Linked DNA regions of Zea mays: region 1 is linked to region 2. The links are chromatin contacts, called in public Hi-C maps. All regions are on one chromosome and are shown on one strand. The core of a region is the stretch at or near the end of the contact, and the rest is flanking DNA. Distances in the headings are between cores, read along the strand shown. Region 1 holds the start of LOC100193596. Region 2 holds the start of LOC103628112.

The links. A called contact is a pair of places that touch in the nucleus more often than the background predicts.
Region 1: a contact with region 2 is called in a Hi-C map of ear, with 1.9 times the contacts expected there. The contact joins the promoter of LOC100193596 here to the promoter of LOC103628112 in region 2. A contact is called at or near these places in 2 of 25 Hi-C or Micro-C datasets (ear and tassel).

Annotation. Positions count from the first base shown.
Region 1 is chr5:33,035,067-33,038,892 of Zm-B73-REFERENCE-NAM-5.0, forward strand. LOC100193596 reads right to left here and starts at 2,497. Exons shown (of 6, transcript NM_001138699.1): 1 at 2,271-2,497; 2 at 2,084-2,163; 3 at 1,697-1,811; 4 at 1,549-1,601; 5 at 1,322-1,450. The coding sequence starts at 2,314.
Region 2 is chr5:32,717,866-32,721,977 of Zm-B73-REFERENCE-NAM-5.0, forward strand. LOC103628112 reads right to left here and starts at 2,506. Exons shown (of 4, transcript XM_020538302.1): 1 at 563-2,506.

The DNA.
Region 1 (3,826 bases), core at 1,247-3,746, 320 kb after region 2:
GATCCACATATTTATCTTGCATAGACATTCTTCAAAAGACTAATGGAGGCTAAATCTCAAATGGGGCATATAAACCTAGATATACCAGTATCTGGGATGTCAAATAAGAAACACACGCATCTCATATCTTTGATTCCACTCGTCTTGTGGAGATTCCACCACCCCACAAATTGTTTGACGTTTTTTTTATCTTCACAATCATTATCATGGCATGCCAGGTTAAAGCAGAACCACTCAATTCCAGGTATCTGTAAAGGTGGTTTTCAATCCTCAGAAATATATAATGCCATGCCAGTTCAAACTAGAGCCAGGTTTAAGCAGATTCTCTAATTCCAGGCGCCTGTACAAGTACATCCAAGTTTTAGGAGGTTTCATCTGCAACAAAGGACCTCGCGTTCTGTGATACCTCTTAGTCACTTTGGTCAAATCACTTCAATGCCAGAACAAATAGTTGAGAGGAAAAGATGGAAATCGGGCACACACAGACTTGAGAGCAAAGCAATTTGACTAGGGTTTAGTAGAAATGTAGAACTGGTAGCAGACGAATAATAGGATAATATAAGTTGGAGATTTGCGCTATATTAAGGGACACGGTTTTAGTAGAATATTTGAAGTTGCAAGCACATATTCTTCAGACAGTGCAACGCTTGCCCTCTTATGTTCAAGTCAGGTAACTAAATATTGTGCTCTAGAGCACCCACAGTGTGCCAGGCTTGAAATATATTTTCTTTGCTGTTCCTGCATCGATGCTTCATCTCTGGTTTGAGCCGCAGTGTAGGACATCGATGACTGAACTCTGTTATCATGACTGCAACACGAAAAACCAGGCACCGGAATGCAATGTTGATGTTCGAATACTCTCTTTCCTCTCCGGACATCATTTTGGTAGCACACTGCGGGTGGTCTTATATTTCCTCAAACTTAGTAATCGGTAGTACCTTCTCTTAACAATATTAGTCAGCAATGTAGATTTTGGAGACCTTGGTAGATTGTGTTGTAGTGTAACTTGAACACGATAGGATTAAGATAACTCAGTTTGCTGTTAACTAATGTAAAAAAGCGAAGTTATGGGAAAAAAGACCAGAACTTCTCTCTATGATTTGGTGCACAAAGAGCCTGGTTGCAAGAGAACATTCTAGTGTGGGTTACACTCGATAAGCAAGTATTTCAAGGTTGCAATGCATATGACAAAAAAAAGAATGAATCTGTAGTAGAACATTATGGCCAGGTAGACCTGGAGGTGATGCTTCAACCAAACAATATCTTAGAACTATAGACTATGTACTGAAAACAACCATAAGATTTTACTGCAGCACTGTACCTTTCACTTTCTGTTCATAAACAGGCCGATCACGCATCATCAGTGCTGCAGCCTCCCCATTTAATGGATCAGAAGGATTTGGGTACAGCAACAGCTGTGGAAGGAATACTTCAAAAACATTTACTAGATCTGCAAAAGAGAAATGTAGAAAAAGATCTTGCTCAGACTATAGATTGTATAAGATAAAGTGCTCATAGCAACAATAGAAAGGAAGAGAGTATTCTCACCAAACATTGGGCTCCATGTCTGGTTTATGACATCCAAACAGACAGAGCCAGACCTGCATTTTGCGACCAAACAAGAGTAGGTAAGGAAATGTTAATTCCTTGAGCTTCAACTGCAATAAGAAAAGTAGTTGAAGACCATAACGCTCACATCTCATCGACATTCGGGTGATAAATCTTGTTGATGAAGCCGATGGACGGGGATTTGTAAGGGTATGCATCAGGCAGTTCTACCCGAACCTTCCAGACACCACCTTGGTAGATACCTACCAAATGGAGTACGAGTTCGTGTGAGAGAAAAAAAAAAGTATGACTGAAAAAGAAAGGACGCTTCAGGTCAACTGAGCAACCAATCGAGGATGAAGCTAAACGAACAAGAATATCTGAACACGATCGACAGGGTAGATTGGCAGTTCTCCGGAAACCCATCTCCCCCCAGCCCACGTGGATCATCAGCCCGCCGGGAGGCAGAGGGAGGGGAGAAACCGGGATTCGGCGCGAGAGGGGGGAGGCTGGGATTCGGCGCGAGGGTTATTACTTTCGGCCGGGCCCTTGAATTCGACGAAGAATTCCTGCATCCCGTCGTTCACCATCTCCACCTTGTAGTCGCTCATCATCCTGCGATGCCAAGAAAGCCGGCAAGGAAGGCCAGATCAAGAAAAAAAAAACAAGCAGAACATGCCGAGGGAAATTGGAAGACAGACCAAGAGGTCCAGTATCCTTACAGCTTCATAAGGTCCATCTCGCGGCGCTTGCTCGGGGACGACATCTTGCAAAGCGGAGAAACAAGCAGAAGGGCCCTCCTCTCCGCTCCGCTCCTCGCCTTGGGGATAAGAGGGAGAGAGAGAGGGGTTGCTCAGCCTGGTGCCTTTGACGGTGCGTCCACGTCGTCGTACGCCCTCCCCCCTGCACGAGATTTATTTTATTGCAGCCGCCGAGATGATGAGATGGGAGAGCGAGGGGAGGGGGGCCTGTGGAAGGCGAGAGAGAACGTGCGAGACAAGCACAGGGCGAGGAGGAAAGGGACAAAGCGAACGTAGCAAAACAAATGAGAAATGAGTCTTACGAAACGCAATCAATCACGCAAAACGCCTCCGGTGATCCGTGATCCTATGGCGCCTTTATTCTAACTGTCCTAATTGGGCCTTTCTGAATTTTTGCTCTGCGTGTCGAACTGGAGGTAGGGCCGGGTGGTGGTGGTTTGTAAATAAACGGTTAATTTGCGTCTGTTTTCCTCTCGCTAACTACTGTAGGGTTGGACACTTGGACTGGGCCGGGCAAAACCTAAACCGGTGCCTGTTTTGGTTCGGCAGCGGTGGTGGTTAGTGCTGAGAATATGGGTGGTATTTTTTAGGCAGCAGGAGCACGGTTTAAAAACATGAGTAAGTATGCTCTGACACGAAATAATATGGACTGAGCTAAAAACATGAGTCTAAAGTCAAGTCTTAAATTTTGGCCTGTTGGGCCCCAGCATGGCACATACGTATGGGTCTTGCTTGCGCCGATACGTCCTAATAAATCATATATTGTGTAGTTTCTTTAATTTAGTAATACATAGACTTAATGTTGTTGTAACATTTAGAACTTATGTGGTCAAATGCTACTCATATTGTTTAATATTTTTAATTTAGTAAGCGATAAACTTTATTTGATTGTAATATTTGAATTTTATATGGTTCAAATATATGGGATGACTTAGACCAGCATGGCCCAATGGAGATACAACGTGTTTTAGAGCCACTGATGCAAGCATTAGTGATGCAAAACGGGAACTAATGGCCGGGCAAAACCATTAGTGATGCAACCATAAAGTATTGTACGTTGGACCATCTGGAACTAGAGAAATGGCTATATCTTTAGACAAATCAATATGAAGATATACCAAAACTGGAGAGCTGACTTCTCCAAGGAGATTATATGCAATAAGACGGGATGAGAACTGGGGTGCCGTTTGGTTCACATATTGGTAACGTAATGGACAACCAATAACGTTAAATCATATTTGTTTAAGTTCAACCGTAATTGGATACCACACTAGAAATGGATATCGGCTTATTCAAACTTGTTACCGCCGATCGTTAAGAGTGAATCATTACCATTACTATTTACGTTACATTTTGTGGATCAAACGGCGTCTGGGATAGAACCAGGGTTGAAAAAAAATCGACGTTAAACCTACGGTCCAGTTTATCACCAGCCTTTGGAAACGGTTTCCCACCATGTTTTCTTTCAAATTTCGTTTTAAATTCACAAAAAATAAAAATGTATAAATCAGAAAACA
Region 2 (4,112 bases), core at 1,256-3,755:
TAAAACACTAGAAATACAACATAAAGCAGAAGGACCACACTATACATGCATGATGCATGTCCTTAGTTTTCTAAAAAACAGCACCTTACAATAGAACTACAAATTCCATGAAATTATAGAATCGCAAATTATTACTGTTACGGAAAAATCATCGTTCAAGACATCAGTATGCTAAGCAGATTGCCTTGTACAGTATTATTCCTCTTTTTTCTCTGTATAACACAAACACAGCTCTCATGTCTTCAAGAAAAAGAAAAGATGGCAGTAAGATAATTCAAGTAGAATTAATTTATATAAAATTCAAGGGACAGATTTAAGACCATTTGGCAGGTGAAAATGCTTAAATAAACCCTAATAAATTCAAGTATTAGTAGAACTCCCAAAGGTCAAACCATCCACAAATTTTCTATTTCAGATAACAGTAAAAATAGAATGGAACAGACATGTTGAGTTCTACTATCATTGAAGATGCTTCCTGCATAAACCCAATGCAAAATAGGCAACAGACATTTTTGTACTCCAAAGTCCACACCAAAAGTTAACTCTCATGCCACACAAGTACCTTTTTCACCAATGTAGCCAAGATGTCTATTCCCTTTCTTAGTGGACCTGCCAATCCTACATATGGATTCAATGTTTGCTGCCGAAAATCCCCTTTCATTATTAAAGACAACAAGTGTCGAGTCAGCTCCTGTACCAGTAATATCCTTTTCTGTTATGACAAACTCCAGTGCTGGCGACACATCCAACGGATATTCGTTGTCCTCAGCATTCTAAAAAAATTTGACAGATTAGGCCAAGCATGTAATTTCCCATGAAGTAGCAGCATCTATTTATGATTAAAACAATAATGAAAATGTTACGCTGATGCTATTGTACATTCAAATAACATTGCTTCAGATTTGCACAAACAATCATGCAGCTGGCCATTTGGTTACAATCATTTTTATTCTCTACAGCAATGATAAAAGGACAATCGATGGAGCGGATTGATAAACTTGTAATTGTAACCACTAGGGTTCCCAACATATTTAATCATTCTACTGCGCGTTCGATAAAAACATATTTAATCATGGCATCATACCAAATAATATCTTCTGACGTCGATAAATAAGAGCTACAGAGGTTTTCGGCTTGAGGGTCATTGACAAAACAGGTTAGATGTTCTGGCCTGCTAGACATGTCTTTGACATTATTCTCTTTCATAAAATGTTACATACTTAACCAACAATTGTAATACCACACAACATAAACCCACGACCATCTTATTTACCTTCACCAATCATCAGTTTGACATAAATCCAAACAACAGCTCTTCAGGTAAGTTAGGTGCATGCACCCAATATACGAAGCAGCACAAGTCATATGCTCCCATTGGAAGACCAAGTTCTCAATGAACCATCGCCATGAGACCCAAATAAAACTCTCATCTGTGAGCCACCTATACTGCCACAACCAAATCTCCTAAATTATATCCTTGTCTCCTGCCTAATGAAAGAATATTCATCTTTCTGTAGTGTTGCGTTTTGCAAAAGCAGCCGCCAAAATATCTCTATGGCAAGCAACAACACTAAATGCTAACTTAAGCCTGATCAATCCTATGCAAAAAGAATTATAATCTTCCTTTATTAAGGGCCTATTTGGATCTCATGTGCTAAACTTTTGCAAATGTGCTAAAGTTTAGCATATCTTCAGGAACTAAATTATTATTCAATGCTAAAGTTTAGCACTTCACTTTTAGCACTCATGTTTAGATTTTCAAGTGCTAAAATTTAGCTAAAAACAGGCCCTAAATTGGAAATAAATACTACTTTAGAAGCAATTCATCAAACACCTCTCAAGCAGCACGAGATGGTTGTGCTTTTGTGGAAGATAGAACTGTCAATCGGAGGACAGTGTTGCCACTTCTCAAATAAATAAAGTAGGATTGGAACGGAGCAAAGCAAATAAGTCCCTTAAGTGCAAACACGCAAGCAAGTCTCTTGGTCTTTAGACTGGGAGCGAGGTGCTGTGATGGTTGTGTTCTTGTACCATGGAGAAACACAATGCTAGACCATTATCACGCTTAGTGCAATAAGATCATTTCCAATTGAGCTCCTATCCAAATCCAACCACCTAAAACCCAATTTTAGGTTTATACAAAGGAAATATACACTCCTTAATCACTTCGTATACTTCACAATTTAAACCAAAATTTAGTTCGCGACAGACCGAAGGCGGTGGACAACGCGGCAATCGTTGGGGTTTCGGCGGAGGGCCTCCATGCCCGGTGGCCTAAGGGGGTAGGGGGCAGTGGACGAACTGGAAGTTCGATGGACAAGGAGCGAGGCGGCGCCAGAGATGGGCCGAAGGTCGCTTTTGTCTTCCTCTTAGCACCGTGGGGGTTATGGTTCCAATTAGCGGACGACGGGGACAGAGCGGCTGCGGTGGGTAGCGAGCTGGAGGCAGTGGGGCGGGGCAACTTCTCTGATTCCATAGAGGGGACGATAAAGGAGAGAGGGCAGGGGTGGGCAACGAGTAATTTTGTTATTATATTACTTGTTTGGAGTAGTTTCTTTATAATAATACTCACTTATGACATACTCAGTCCTAAAATAGTAGCTACTATTTGCCCGTTTAGGTCTTAATTTGTATGTCTATATTCAAATAAATGATGATAAATTTAGACATATATATAAAACACATACATCAAGTATTGTATGAATTCATCAATTCTCGAAAATAGATTTTATTTTGGAATAAAGCGAGTCTTTGAAAAGATAATAGGTGGCTAATTAGAACATATATGGGGCAATGACCGACATACAAAGCAAGCCTTAGGTGCAAGAGTTCTGATCTATTGGATCATGATTCAACCATGGACATAATCGTAGTTTGTTAGAGAGTTTTTTATAAAGTTGCACGAGCGGGTGGTGAAAGAGTTTAAGTGTTAAATACGACATGCAATTGGATTATGATCCAACGGATCAGGAGTCTTGCTTGCACACTTGCACCTAAGGTCTGCTTCCATAATAGTCGTTGCCTATATATGGAATGAGAAAGATTTAGAGGTAATTTATGATTATGGTACAATTAAAATGAAAATATACATGATTAAATTTAAAAGAACTCTTAGAGCATCTCCAACAAAAAGTCATATATTTGAGTCCTAAAAATTAAAGTAGGAACTAATTTGAAATGTTTAGTCACAAAAATATTTACAGCTTATTGTTAAGTCCTATATCATATTATTAGGATATATTAGAAAATAAAAGGTTAGAAATAGTGTATAAAAGAAGAATATGACTCCAGCATATGGGTTTCTGTATTTAGAATATGAGAGATTAGGATATATTAGAAAATAAAATGCTAGAAATAGTGTATAAAAAGAGAATATGACTCCATATGTGTTTCTGTATTTAGTATATGAGAGATGAGTCCTATAATTATTTGATTAATTTTTATGAAATAAGACCTCTCAGGATCGAGTAGGTTTTAAGTGTTAGAGTTCTATATTTTAAAATATGTCTCCATTTAGGAATCCGCTCTTAGAGCCAAAGAATCTAACATGATACAAAATCTTTTGTCGAGCCCACTTTAGCCCTCATAAAAAAACATATAAGTTTGATTAAATTAATATAAAACCGTTAGAATACCGAATAAACATTGTTTATTTGATTAGAAAATATACTTTTTAAAGTAAATTTAATCAGATATAATTAATGCGTTTTTAAATCCTGGTGAGTTAAAAAAATGGACATTGCATAATTTAATTTTATTAATTATCTTTCCTAAATAACTAGTTAGAAAAAATCTACACAGAAAATACGTAAAAGCACTTCTCCAACTACCCTTGATGTATTTTTCAAGTGGGGCAACTCATTCTGTTCCTTGAGGGTGGAAATAATCCAAAAGTGATTTCGTATAAATGTGGGTTCATATTTTAATCACTTCTGCGAGACATTGAACTTTGTTGAAGCAATTAATTAGTGCGCATACAAATATGATTTCTCAATAAATTAAAATAGTACCTTCACTCCTTCAGTCAAATATATAGGTGACATTAAAACGACAACAAAGAAGAAAAATAAGCTAGTAAATGTGACCTACACTACAAGATTATTACGACCGAA